Linked DNA regions of Mus musculus: region 2 is linked to region 1. A link is a contact called in public Hi-C data. All regions are on one chromosome and are shown on one strand. Each heading gives the region's core, a stretch centred on a gene start, on an enhancer-like site or on the middle of the called end of the contact. The rest is flanking DNA. Distances are from core to core; before and after follow the strand shown. Region 1 has its middle 27 kb from the start of Krt20. Region 2 holds the start of Krtap2-4 (keratin associated protein 2-4).

The links. Hi-C and Micro-C count contacts between places; a contact is called where the count stands out from the background.
Region 2: a contact with region 1 is called in a Hi-C map of cortical neurons, with 2.5 times the contacts expected there. The contact joins the promoter of Krtap2-4 here to the enhancer-like site in region 1. A contact is called at or near these places in 7 of 39 promoter capture datasets (the 3T3-L1 cell line, cranial neural crest, embryonic stem cells and 3 more), 1 of 15 datasets of contacts at CTCF or cohesin (the NIH/3T3 cell line), 3 of 484 Hi-C or Micro-C datasets (cortical neurons, epidermal suprabasal cells and nephron progenitors), 1 of 115 datasets of contacts at active chromatin or transcription factors (pancreatic cancer cells) and 2 of 9 other capture datasets (adipose tissue and pancreatic islet).

What each region holds. Positions count from the first base shown.
Region 1 is chr11:99,461,495-99,468,195 of GRCm38.p6, forward strand. No RefSeq gene overlaps it. Among named protein-coding and RNA genes, the nearest start is that of Krt20, 27 kb to the left of the region's middle. Within about 2 kb of position 5,072, at least 16 of the 459 cell types and tissues checked have an H3K27ac peak or open chromatin away from gene starts, as enhancers often do. A contact at or near this core is called in cortical neurons, where this site is marked.
Region 2 is chr11:99,609,803-99,616,401 of GRCm38.p6, forward strand. It overlaps Krtap2-4 (keratin associated protein 2-4), which reads right to left and starts at 5,044. Exons shown (of 1, transcript NM_027800.1): 1 at 4,215-5,044. The coding sequence starts at 4,981. The coding sequence ends at 4,586. Gm32730 (a long non-coding RNA gene) reads left to right here. Exons shown (of 5, transcript XR_880207.2): 4 at 6,580-6,599. It overlaps Gm11937 (predicted gene 11937), which reads right to left and starts at 629. Exons shown (of 1, transcript NM_001099346.2): 1 at 1-629. The coding sequence starts at 387.

The DNA.
Region 1 (6,701 bases), core at 3,822-6,321:
AAAAACCAACAGTCCTGTGTCATCTAGGCACAAGAGTGAAAGTCTGTCTCTCCTTGGGACTCAGTCAGGCCTGAGGGCGGCTTTCCACAGCTAGGCGGATGCAGGTGGAGCTGGGCTAAAGGAAGGAGGAGTGGGCACAGTGGGTAGAGTGGAAGATAAAGCCACAGGCCATGTCTGCCCGATGTCACAAGATTGCTATTTAATACTGGAGATTTCACCATCCTTACAAGAACACCTTGTGGAGCCTTTCTTTTACCGAAGGTCCGAACTTGGGTTCCCGGAGTCATTCTATGGCACTGACCTGGGGTGAGAGTGTGATGGATAGCAACATAATGAGATGCTTCCCCTGTGAATGAGCAGGGGCCTCTTATTCATGGGGTTTACCCGGCTTCACGTTCCTCAGCTCCTGTTCCAGGAGGCTGGAGGGTGGACCTTTGCCCACATGCGAGTTGACTGAGTAAGGGTATAAAGTCCAAGTGCATTGGGGGAGGTCCCTCCCGTCTTACACCCTGACAAATGGAACAGCAACAGTCTCCAAAGGAACTTCCCAAGGGTGGATCCATCTCATAATTACAGGCTAGCTGCAGAATGGGTCAGTGGTCTACATTTCAATAAAGGAGCCTGTAGGAGGGAACTCTGAAGGCTGGGCGTGACAATGAATACACAGCTAAGGAGGAGAGAGACACAGAGAGACAGAGAGAAACAGAGAGAGAGAGAGGGACACACAGAGACACAGAGACAGACAGACATGCAGAGGTGGGGGAGTTTCATTAATTTGTCTTAAAGAGGGAAAAAATCGCCCCCAAGTCTTTTCTCTGGGGCTGGGGAGATGACTCTCAGTAAAGTGACCGCTTTGCAAACACGAGGAGCCAAGTTTTATCTCCAGCACCCAATTTAAAAGGCTGGGGATGTAGAGACAGGCTGATGATCCCTTTGGCTTGTTGGCTAGCTAGCTTAGCCCTAATGGCAAGCTCCAGACTAGTAAGAGACCCCAACTCAAGCAAAAAGGTGACCCAAGAATGACACCCCCCCCCGCGAGCACACACACACACACACACACACACACACACACACACACACACCTGTATGTATACACTCCCACACTTCTGCACCTGTACACACATGAACACACATATGCATACACACTAAAGAAAAAGACTTTTTTTCCTGTTCTTAGGATGTCTATTATCAACTGAAATCTATCTTGCTAAAATCCCAGCAGGGAGAAGGAGAAAGAGAAGTGAGCATAAAGACCCATTCCTCACCAAGAAGCTCTTTGCAAATGATATCTATTGGGAGAGGGAAAATCAGTTTTCTCCAGTGGAGTGATGCTGGATACACCAAGCACCCTGCAGGGAAGGCTTCATGCTCAGGAGTAGTTGGCCAGCACAGAGTCAATGACAGGTGATATGTGTGTGTGTGTGTGCGTGCATTTTTCTTTGTCTTATTTATTTACTTATCAATTTATGTATCTATTCAGTTAATTATTTTGAGGGAGAAAGACTACAAAGTTGGGTGTCTAGGGTGGTAGAAAGAGTTGGGAAAAACTGGAGGAGCAGAAAAAATATGTTCAAAATTTATCGCATGAAAAGAGCCAACACACACACACACACACACACTTAATGAAATGTGTCTTGTTATGTGCATTCATCTAAATAAGACATTCGATTGATTGTTTCTCTACACAAAACACGAAACACTGATTCATATCAGATTTGTTTTGGGAAAGGATAGATCTGGAAACAAGAGACTCAGGGCCACTGCAATTGTGTCTGCTTCTGGTAATGACGTTTCAGAGATAAGAGTGAATCCTTTGGCTCTACGGTCTTAAGAGGCTTTGGTTCGTGCGTAGCTCTGGCTCCCTCTGCTGGCTCCATGCTTCCCTGCATGGCTTTGATAGTTGCTAGATCTCAGCCCCTGGGTTCTCTCTTTCCCTCTTGCCCCTCTTTCCCTCTCCACTCTTATGTTACACTCTCCTTCGATCCAAGAGGAATTCCTCAGGCAACGACTCTCAGTTGTCAGCCACACTGGATTCTCTAAGGTAGTGTGGTGAGATGCTTCAGGCTAAAGTCATATTGGTCATGTGTATAGTTTTTGTACTGGACGATGGGTTAAGTTGGATTATTTTCAAATCTGAGAAAGGATAACACCATGCTACTTTGTACTCCTGAGCCCAGAAACTGTTATCGGAAGGCACTCTAGATGTTTTAACAAACACAGCAAAGTACTAGATCCATCCAGAGCATGGACTCCAAGTCTCTCCGAATCTTGTCCTCAGATTAGTCGAGGCTAGTCTCCAAAGTCCTGCCAAGCTTATTAAGGGTGTTGAGTGATTGCTGTTATGTTCGCATTATCTTAGTATTTTACTTTAAATGTTTCCTGGGTTTGACAGACCTCTGGAAACGTGCCAGTGGGGATGCCTATGATGTAGGGCATTGGGACCAGGAAACCCGGTTGCACTGGGTTTTGATGCAGAACTCAGACAATGAACGAGTCAAGTCTTAGTTTATCTTTTCAGCAATACTAGTTTTGGGGTTCTCCCACGTTGAAATCAGAAGTCCCTGTCCCTGTAACACTGCCTGTGTCTGCTCTGGCTCCAAGCCTCAGCTGCCACCTGACCTGTGTGGCACTGTCACCATGGGGAGCTCATGGTTCTGGTCACCTGATTTTCGTCTGCACCTGTTAGCAAGCACTGTTTGTCTGCTGACTCCCAGAGAGTGAGGGGATGGTAAAAGCATGACTTTAAATATCCTTTAACTTTTCCAGAAGCTTCTTATTAGGGCACCGGTGTTAAAAGGAAAAGAAGTCTCTTATATTGTAATGATCTCAGGGAGCTGAGTGGCCCAGTGTGTGTGTGTGTGTGTGTGTGTGTGTGTGTGTGTGTGTGTGTGAGAGAGAGAGAGAGAGAGAGAGAGAGAGAGAGAGAGAGAGAAAAGAAAGAGAGAAAGCTACTGAAAGTTTCTAGCTTATTCTCCAATCAGATGGGCTCAGAGGAGGCCCTGAACACATTGTGAGACCAGAGTGGCCATTTGTTTTCAATCACTGTGCCCACCAGGGAATAGGTTAAGCCTGCCCTGACATCACCCCTTCCCACTGACCTGGTCAGCTCTGTCCTTTGTGGATGGACTAACTATGATGAAGTAGAGTAATATGAAGCTGTCCTTATTATGGATTGGAGGGGACAGAACATCTGCTGTCTCATAGGGCTCCATTTATTTTGAGAAAGATCTTTGGCTAGAATTCCAGTTCAAATAACTGTTAAAGTGTTCCCTGTCACACACAGGACTTCATGTTCTGTGAGGTGGTGTCATGCAGGCTCAACGGAGATAAGAGAAGGCCTAGTTATGTCCTGGTGGCCATTTTTTGCCATCGTTCACAGGATACAGTCAGTATAATCCCTGAGGTCTTTTATGTGATGACATGGAGATTAATTTGACTTCAAATTTGCACCTTGAAGAAGGAAAAAGCGTGCCTTGCCTCTTTGGCCAGCAGGGGTCGCTCTTGCTCTTTCTCTCTAACAGAGGCTAACCTGAAGCAACCCCTTCCAGGTTGCTGGGGATAAAAAAAAAAAAAAAAAAAAAAAAAAAAAAAAAAAAAAAAATCCAGTTTCTGACTCACCTCCCGACCTTTTTACTCTGTTCAAATTAGCATCTTGCGAAAAACACCATGATGAGCAATAGTTGACCATGAGTCTGGAAAGGGATTGAAGAAAACTATACAGTTTTAAAAGAAAACTGCCCATGGTCTCTTTTGACTATTTAAAATTTTTGCCCTGGGTTAGCAGCAGGGATGGGGTGGAGTGGGGTGAGGAGAATGATTCAGACATTTTAAAAATCTTTTAAGTGATTGCACCAATTCTAACCTCTTTAGGTAGTCTGCAAAGTGCCTTTGCTTCCATTTAGTCGGCTGTGAAGGATCAAAGCCCCTTTTTGCTTTACTAAGAGATGGTCCACTTTTCCCAGGGCAGAGTTATTGAGAGAGGCCTAATTACCCTGCTGTGATTTTAACCCAGTTAGTTCTGCTCTCCCAACCACAGCAGAGGTTGGGACTCCTTTTCCGCAAAAGTTACAGGCCTGATGGTAATTTTTATTTTCATATATGTATGAATATATATGTATATGTATGCATATGTGTGTGTGTGTGTGTGTGTGTGTATGAACTGGCCTGGAACTCACTATGTCATTTTGTAGCCCAGGCTAGCCTCAGGCTCACAGTGATCCTTCTGTCTCTGCCTCCTGAAGACCAGGATTGTAGGCATGAGCCACTCATCACACCTGGTCCCTGGAGGTAAATATTTAAAAATCTCTGGGGTCAAAGAAACAGGTCTGTAACTCTGCCCTTGCACAATCTGTCATGGATGACATGTAAGTGGGTCACTGTGTCTTAACAAACGTTATGCCCACTTCAGTCACTCCTTCACCTACAGACACCTACAGATGTTCAAAACCAGTCAACACCCCTACCTAGCTGTTATTTTACATTCTTTATAAACAGGAACTCTATTCTAGTGAAGTCACTGATCAGATCCCCCCAGTTCAACCTCTTTCCTGGTGCCAAATGTCCCTAAGTGCATCCCTGTCAGCTGTCATCTCTCTGATTAGGAGTTTCCTGAGCTCGGTCTTATACACAAAGGCACAAAGGCTGACAACAGACCACGAGCGCAGGAGATCTTAGGAACCGGTGCTGCTGTAATTGTGAACTTGTGGTCTTTAAATCCATTGCCTCATTTCCTCCACATCTGAGAAGATCGATGCCCTCCTATAAAAGAACAGGCACCGACTGGCCTGAAATAGCCCAGGAAAATCTGGTGTGAGATTTCTCTTAGGAGCCGATCCAAGAACATTTTTCTTCTGCCCTTTGATCTGTTGAAAGATGCTCACGAGACTTGGATGCCTTAGAGACAGAAATACCAGGATGGGTTCTGATAAATGGTCCCACAGGGAGTCAGGGCTGGGGGAACGTCTGTGTGTACTGCTGGAGTTCAACAAACCTGCCTTTCTTTCACATGCTCGCTGTCTCTGAGCAGCCTGTTTCCTTCTGTGGAGAGCTCAGCCTTAGCAATCACCGCTTGCACTTTAAGTCTCTCTTCTCCTCCACTTCAAACTTGCCAAGTCCCTCACCCACGTTGGTAGCAGCGGCTTGAGTTATTTGTTCCTTCCCTTCTAGGGAGAAAGACTCTCCTGTGGGGCTGACTATAGAGTGAAGGAAATGAGAAGCAGCCAGGAGAAAGAAAAACCCTGAAGGTAGCAGAGGAGATTTTTTACCCCATTTAGGTGATGTTATTTATGCTAATGTCAGGCTGTGGAAGGTACCAGGGGCAGGAAGACAGTATCCCAGGCAACCTCCACCCTCTCCTCTGAGAGGCACATACATCCTTTGAAGATGACACCGGATTATTTTTGAAGGAAAGCTGGTGATTTTGTCTTGGATAAATGAGACATAGCACACACTTTGGATTTAAGCACCGACGTTTAGAAAGAGAGATCCTTAAGAAAAGGACAGAATATACCCAAGTGTGGGTGTGGCCTTCTCAGGAGAGTAACACTTTACGATGGCTGTAGAATGTGACCTCATGGCGTTTCATTGAGTTCCGTCACTCAAAAAGGACGTGTTTTTCAAGGATGAGCAGCTAAGCAAAGTTTTAGACTCATGTACAGAAGTTCCAGCTAGTTTGTTTATTTTCCTTATCTTAAGGAACTTCTTTTTATAAATGAAATTGTAGGGTAGCTTTGTGCTATATATGGTTTGGGTTCAGGGGTGAGAGAGGAGGCTAAGAGGGTTAAAACCCAAAGTTTTAAACCATCTGGCCCTGCGTGAGCACAGTTTGCTGCTTTCCACATCCTTGTTTTACACACACACACACACACACACACACACACACACACACACACTCACACACACTCCTTATTTGATATATTTTTAGGAAAACTAGCATTATCTCTGTAGGTCATTCTGACTTTTATCAGTTTTGTTGAAGTTGTGTGTGTGTGTGTGTGTGTGTGTGTGTATGTGTGTGTGTGTGTGTATGTGTGTGTGTGTGTGTATGTGTATGTATGTGTGTGTGACTGTAAGCCAGTCGAAAACAGAACTACATTCTAAGGGAAGGACTTATTTTCCTTCCCATGTCTCCTTAACTTGGCATGCCTTTTTATCCTGTCTCACACCATATTTAGTAATTAGATCTTAAGACAGCAGTGTGTGATCTTGGAGCAATGTCATTATCAGGGCATGCTTAGAAGGCCCTAGACTAGTTCATAGGCAGCAGGCAGCGGTTCAGACAGCTCTGAGTTCCAACCCTTATATACTTGCCCTGGAGTAGATCAGACTCCCACCAGGAAGACATGAGAGGTGGATAAACTTTCAGCCCCCAATGCCAACCCTGTGAGTCCCTTCTCACCAAGGCTCTGGACCCTGGACGGGGCTCCGGCTTTTTGAGACATGTAGGTTCCCAACTCCTCCTGGCCATTTGGGTGATGACTGAGCAGGGCCTGTCTAGAAGATGTAGTTTTAGCTTGTTACTGTTGTAGAGATAGTTAGTGGACCGAGATTCGTTACTGGGGCCTTATTTCTACCTTCTGCTCTGTGTGATGGGGGTATGGACCGATACTAGCCATCTGCTATTCTAAGACAATCTCTGTGTAGTGGAATGCAGTCAGGTCTTATGTCTCTAGCTGGCTGAGATTCTATGGATGGGGTGGAAT
Region 2 (6,599 bases), core at 3,794-6,293, 150 kb after region 1:
GGTGTTGCATGGGGAGGTCCTGCAGGTGGTGCGACAGGGAGCAGGCTGGCAGCAAGGGGGCCTGCAGCAGGGAGCCTGCACTGAGATGGGCTGGCAGCAGGTGGAGGCCCAGCAGCAAGGCCTGCAGACCACAGCTGTGCAAGAGGTGGGGCAGCAGGTGATGGGGCGACAGCAGCCCTGCTGCAGGCTGCAGGGGTCACAGCAGATGGGGCGGCGGCAGGGCTCACAGATGGGCCTGGTGCAGTGGGGCACACAGGTTACAGGGCGACACACTGTGGTCTGGCAGGACACTGGGCGGCAGCAGCAGGGGTCCCTGCAGCAGCAGGGCTGGCAGCAGCCTCCTCCACAGCTCTGGGAGGAGAAGGATCCACAGCAGGAGCCTGTCATGGTTGTGTCTGGGCTGGAGTGGGGCTGAGAAGTGAAGAGAGGTTGGGAGTTCTCAGGTGTGATGTCTCCTCTGGATTGGGTCCCTTTATATACCTGGGCAGTGCTGATGACCCCCCAGGACTGAGGACAATTTCCTTGTTTTGGGTTTGTCCCTTCTAGAAGGGCATTGGTGGATTGGTAAGTTCTCTGGGTGTGTTTCAAGTGCTCAGGACCTCGTAAAAGATTATTTGTGTCCCTTACTTAATGACAGCTCATTATATCTTGCTATTTATGGTTCAAATATGAACTTAATGGCTCTAACTTCAAAGTCGCCAATTACGTTCATAGTTTTGCTAGGTAGTATTTTGATGTCGCAAAAGAGCTCCTGTGCCATTGGGGTTACTTACTCACAGTGGAAGTGAATTCAGCAAATCATCTTGCTGTTTCTTCTCCATTGTTCAACTCTCTGCACAAAACAAAGCAAGAGTGTTGACAGAGTTAATACGAATTTTCTATCTCCTCGGGAGCTCCAGGAACACACCCTAGCAGGCCTGTATTTTCAATGGCCTTGGATACACATTCGCTGATTTTCAGGGTCTTACTTTTCTGAGACAAAAGGAATTCCATTGTTTACTATTTTTATTTAATATTGCTCAATGCTATCTGTGTCAAACATCATGCTTAACTAAATACATGTATTAATTTATTCTTAATAAATCCCTACAAGGTGAGGATTATGATATCTTTTGGTTTCCCTATATCAGACTCGGTAAGTGATTTTCTCAATGTCAAACATTAGTAAATGCTACAGCCAATACTCAGTCCCCAAATATGTGCCATGATATTGTTCATAAGTCCAACGAGCTGCAGAATTAATGACGAGGACCACATGACCAGGTCTAATGGAGTATTTGCTTTAAGAATTTTAATGGTGTATATACTTTTATAATTGTTATTTGTGACACCTTCAGAGTCATCTGTACACATTCTCTCTTACCAAGTATCTCCAGGAACTAGAAGAATTGAGTCTCACATAATTTGGGAATTCTCAAAATTCTAAAACATGCCTCCAAACAGAGTGTCACAATTGGGCATAGTTAATCGGTCATGGGACACTTTGAACAAAGCCACCAAACAGGTGAGGAAGTCAAAGACCTTGAGCCTATCCAGAGGGGCTTCCATCCCTGAGGAGAATAGTCCTAGCTAGTTTCAATACAAAGCAGTCTTCGTCTACCTTGTCTATATCTAGTATCTCCAACACCTCCTCAAGTTCATTCCCACCCACAGAACCAACTGTGATGTTCAATTGCGTCAAACTCTCAGGCCTTCTGCAAAACTTAGGTCATGATTTTACAGCTCCTGTGTCTGTCCTTTCTCTGCAATTATTTCTGCCTTAGATCTGTGGTTGAAGGCTCTGGTTTACCCCTTGCCATCCGTCCTGCTGCTTATACAGTTCCTTACAGGGTCACTCAGCATGCTAGCAGCCAGTGTAGTTGACACAGGCACAGGGTTACCACAGAGACAAATGAATGATAATAAAGATAGTGTGGAAGACAACACAACATCTTCTGTCTGAGAAAGCACAGCAAGATAAAGAGAAAGTTTCTATATGTCTAAGACTAAAAGTACTGAGGGGAATAAAGCAGAGGTGTTTAGAGATTATTTTAAAATGGTGAGCTGTAATGGCTACTCCTAGTTGTCAACTTGACTATGTCTGGAGTGAACTACAATCCAGAATTGAAGGGATTACCTGTGATCCAGATCTTGTGGCTGGAAGACACAAGTTTCTGACCTGGATCTTGGCATGGAGATCTTGAGGCATAGTGGTTATGAAAAGCTTAGGCCTAGGCGAGGTAGTGCACACCTTTAATTTCAGGAGACTAAGACAAGAAGATCTCTGTGTTCAAGGTCAGCCTGGAACAAAACAAGTCCCAGATCCAGGCATTGGTGGCACACATACCTTTAATCTGGGCCACACCTTCTGCTGGAGACCTACATAAGGACATTGGAAGAAGGAAGATTTGTTCTTCTTTGGATTTATTTTCCAGCACATCTGTTGGAATCTACTTCTACAGAAGACCAGCTGAAACAACTAGCCCTGTGGGACTGAGCAACTACTAGATCCTTGGACTTCCAATTCACAGCTGATTATTGTTGGGGAGTTAGAGTACAGACTGTAAGTCATCGTAATAAACTCCCCCAATATAGAAAGACATTCCATACATTCTGTGACTCTAGAAAATCCTGACTAATACATAAAAAAAGATATGTAGAAAGAGATTGACTTATATAGAGAGAGGGATGTAGCTCAGTGATAGAACTCTTGCTTAATGTTTGTAAGGCTCCAACCCCAGCACTGAGAGAATGATATAAAGAAATGGGATCTGTAAACCAAAGGCCTGCTGGGAAATAATTGCCCTCAATAATAACAACAATAGTAATAAACAAATGATAATAGTAACAACCCATTGTACACATACTAAATTTTTATCAAATGGTTCCTAAAAGTTGCTAGCCACAGAACACCCTGTACATATTACTTCTTGTTGCAACACTTTGTGGAGAAAGCCAGCTTAGCAGAATAAGAATACACATATCAGAAAGGAGAATGGGGCTAGGAATGTGTCTTCCTCTCCTCTCACCTACTTAACGCTTACTTATTTTCAATATAATTTATTATTTTCTATGTGCCATGTATCGTGCAGATGAATAAAAATCCAGTCTTGACTGAAGCCAGCCCAGACCCTCTCCTCACAAAGCTTTCTTACTTGACTTCTCTCACTAATCAGTGCGTAGGGCTAAGCGTACAAGCAGCACATTTTAAAAGATTCACTTATATTTGGTTCCAAAGACACAAAGTTTTACATTGCTTTTTTTTTTTTTTTTTTTTTTTTTTAGCTCTTGTTTTGTAATTTGTTTGAGTCTGTTATTTCTTTAGAATGACTTCTGTGGTAGATGCCCTTTTTTGTTTGTTTGTTTGTTTGTTTTCCAAGACAGAGTTGCTCTTTGTAACAGCCCTGGCTGTCAAATCACTTTGGAGACCAGGGTGGCCTTGAACTCACAGAGATCTTCCTGCCTCTGTCTCCCAAGTGCTGGGGATAAAGACATGTGCTACCCTGCTGAGTTGGTAGATGGCATTTTTTGAGTGGGGTGGGAAACCATAAATAAATAAATAAATAAACCCAAAACCAGTGGTTAGCCTTCCTGACTGGTTTATCTGACAACAGTGAAACTGCCCCACAAAGGGTTAATGTAATCACCTGATTACATTAGTAATTCATATACCCTATATGAACCCATGTCGGCACTGTTTCAGTGACACGGTATGTGAGATTCTAGCAAAGGCTGTATAATTCTGTTCTCATCAGCAGCTGCATCAGAAACCTAGCTGCTGTGGTGGTGCTGGCTGGGGAGATGAGAGAAAGACTGACCCAGGAGCTAAAGAAGACCTCAGTGATGAGGGGTTTCTGGGTGAGATGACCATGGCATAGTTTTCTATGTTGGGAAGCGAGCGGGGCTGTAACTCGGACTTTGTTCCTTTTCTTGTGTGTATGAACCACTCCCAAATCATACTCAGGATCGAAGATCTGTCTCACTATTTTTGTCCTGTTACCACCGAAGTCTGTGTCTTTAAAGACGAAAGCCCATTGGCGAGATGATCTGAAATGTTCAAATTCTTTTCACCATCATGGACCATGCACCTCAAAGGCTCTTGGGGGTGGGGAGGGAAGGTCAAAATACAGCTGTTAGGAACATTTCTCCTTCTAGACATCCCATTCTGAACAGTGTAATTTACACATCAATGAGGTTTCAAACATCAAGAAAGAATACAAAAAGGATGTGTGTACTTCACCAAAAATAAAATTTTATTTTTTTTATCATGCAAAACCATAGCACAAGGATACCATGCTGAAAACATATCCCATCTGAACCTTGAAATTAAAAAAAAAAAATTACAGTGACTCAATGGGATGGATCTTCATGAAAAAACTTAACATTTGCTTACATATGCTTTTGATGCCAAGAATTCTGCTGATGGGAGCTAGAATATGTCTAGAGCTATGCAGATGACTAGCTGAATATATATATGGAGAACTTGATAGGCCTTTACGGTTGGGTGAACTGGGGAAGTACAGATGGGCTGCAAAAGTGGTGTCTCTCTGCTCCATCAGGAGTAGGACGAGTTCTGTTCACCCGGAGAAGCTGCCTATGTGATGGCTCAGCAGCAGGTGTTACAGGGGGAGGTCCTGCAGGTGGTGCGACAGGGAGCAGGCTGGCAGCAGGGGGGCCTGCAGCAGGGAGCCTGCACTGAGATGGGCTGGCAGCAGGTGGAGGCCCAGCAGCAAGGCCTGCAGACCACAGCTGTGCAAGAGGTGGGGCAGCAGGTGATGGGGCGACAGCAGCCCTGCTGCAGGCTGCAGGGGTCACAGCAGATGGGGCGGCGGCAGGGCTCACAGATGGGCCTGGTGCAGTGGGGCACACAGGTCACAGGGCGACACACTGTGGTCTGGCAGGACACTGGGCGGCAGCAGCAGGGGTCCCTGCAGCAGCAGGGCTGGCAGCAGCCTCCTCCACAGCTCTGGGAGGAGAAGGATCCACAGCAGGAGCCTGTCATGGTGGTGTCTGGGCTGGAGTGGGGCTGAGAAGTGAGGAGAGGTTGGGAGTTCTCAGGTACGATGTCTTGTCTAGGTTGGGTCCCTTTATATACCTGAACAGTGCTGACCAACGGCCATTTCCTGGACTTGTGGTTACCCAATGAAAAGAGAGCCCTGGATTCAGTTGCCAGGCAACATTTCTAATATCTGCAAGGATGCTTTTCTTCCTAGCCTTCTCCTATTCCCTTGGAATGAACACTTGGTAATTTGTATCATCAGAACTATTGCTCACCTGTCAGTCAATCCTCCCAGGCTAGACCATGTGACAGATTGAAAGTCCAGAGGACACACTGGTGATGTCACTTTCCCCTTGTTCACAGTCTCTGAGTCGGTGTGAGCCTACAATGCACATGAGTCACCAGCCTGAGCTCTGAGTGACATCCAGACCCAGTAACAATTCCTGAAGAGCCAAGATGGCTCATAAAAGTAGGTGTGTGTCTATGTTGTTATGGAAAATATGCCCCAGGGCTTCTGGAAAATGGATTATTACCTTGTTCCTGGAGACTGAGTCACCAAAGCATCAGAGTGGCATTTGAGAAAGGTCTTGAATTGTCCCGTAACTGGAAACTTCTCATGAGACACTTAATATGTGAACAGGACAATTTGGGGGATAGAGAAGAAAAAACTAGGCCTTGAAATTTCCTACCACAGAGCAGTGACGATTTGTAAGGAGACAAGCTAAAACTAAAAGCCATTTAAGGTGAAAAACTTTGTAAATAAGATCAAACCAAGTGACAGTTTTACTCATGCCTGTCTTCTAAATTTGTCTCTTGATTATTATATTTCTTGCTTCCTAAGTGCGACAGAGGCAATGGCACGTTACGTTCTTTAAAAATCTATTGTGGAGCTGGTGAGATGGCTCCTGCCACCGGGCCAGACAAATCCCAGAAGCCACATGGTGGAAAGAGGAAACGGACTCCTGCAAGTTGTCCTCTGACTTCCTCACCTACACCCTGCCACAACTGCACCCACAGACATGTGTGTGCATCCATACACAAAATAAAAAGCTTGAATAAAATCTATTGAACATATTTGAGGAGGAATCAATTATCTTACTGTAGTCAATATGTGGATTGATGGCTGAGAATTGTGACTGCTTATAAAATATGATATAAGATTATTAGAAGGACAAGACTTAGTGGAGTAGTGACTGCATAAAGAATTTTATGTATCACCACTACAATAGTCAGATACCAGAGATAAGTCAAGGTTTGGGAGGCTGCTGTATGCATTGGACAAGGATTGCTGAGGACTCTGGATCAAGTTTGCCTCTGAGTGTGTGTGATGGCTAGTTTGGATTGTCAACTAGTCACAGTGGAGAATCAACCCCGGGAACGAGTCACAACTGTCTAGATTAGGTCAGCCTGTGGCTATGCCTGTGTGTTGTTTCCTTAATTGAGTTAACTGAGGTGGGAAGCCAGACCCTGTCTGTGGGTAGACTGACCCTGTGTGGGGGTACCAATGTTTCGTGGCCTGGGCTCTGGAGTAAATGCAAGTGAGTGTGAGCTGAGTACCACGGTGCATGCAGTAACTCATTGCTCTCTGATCTTGACTACAGATGTGTTGTGAGCAGCTGCT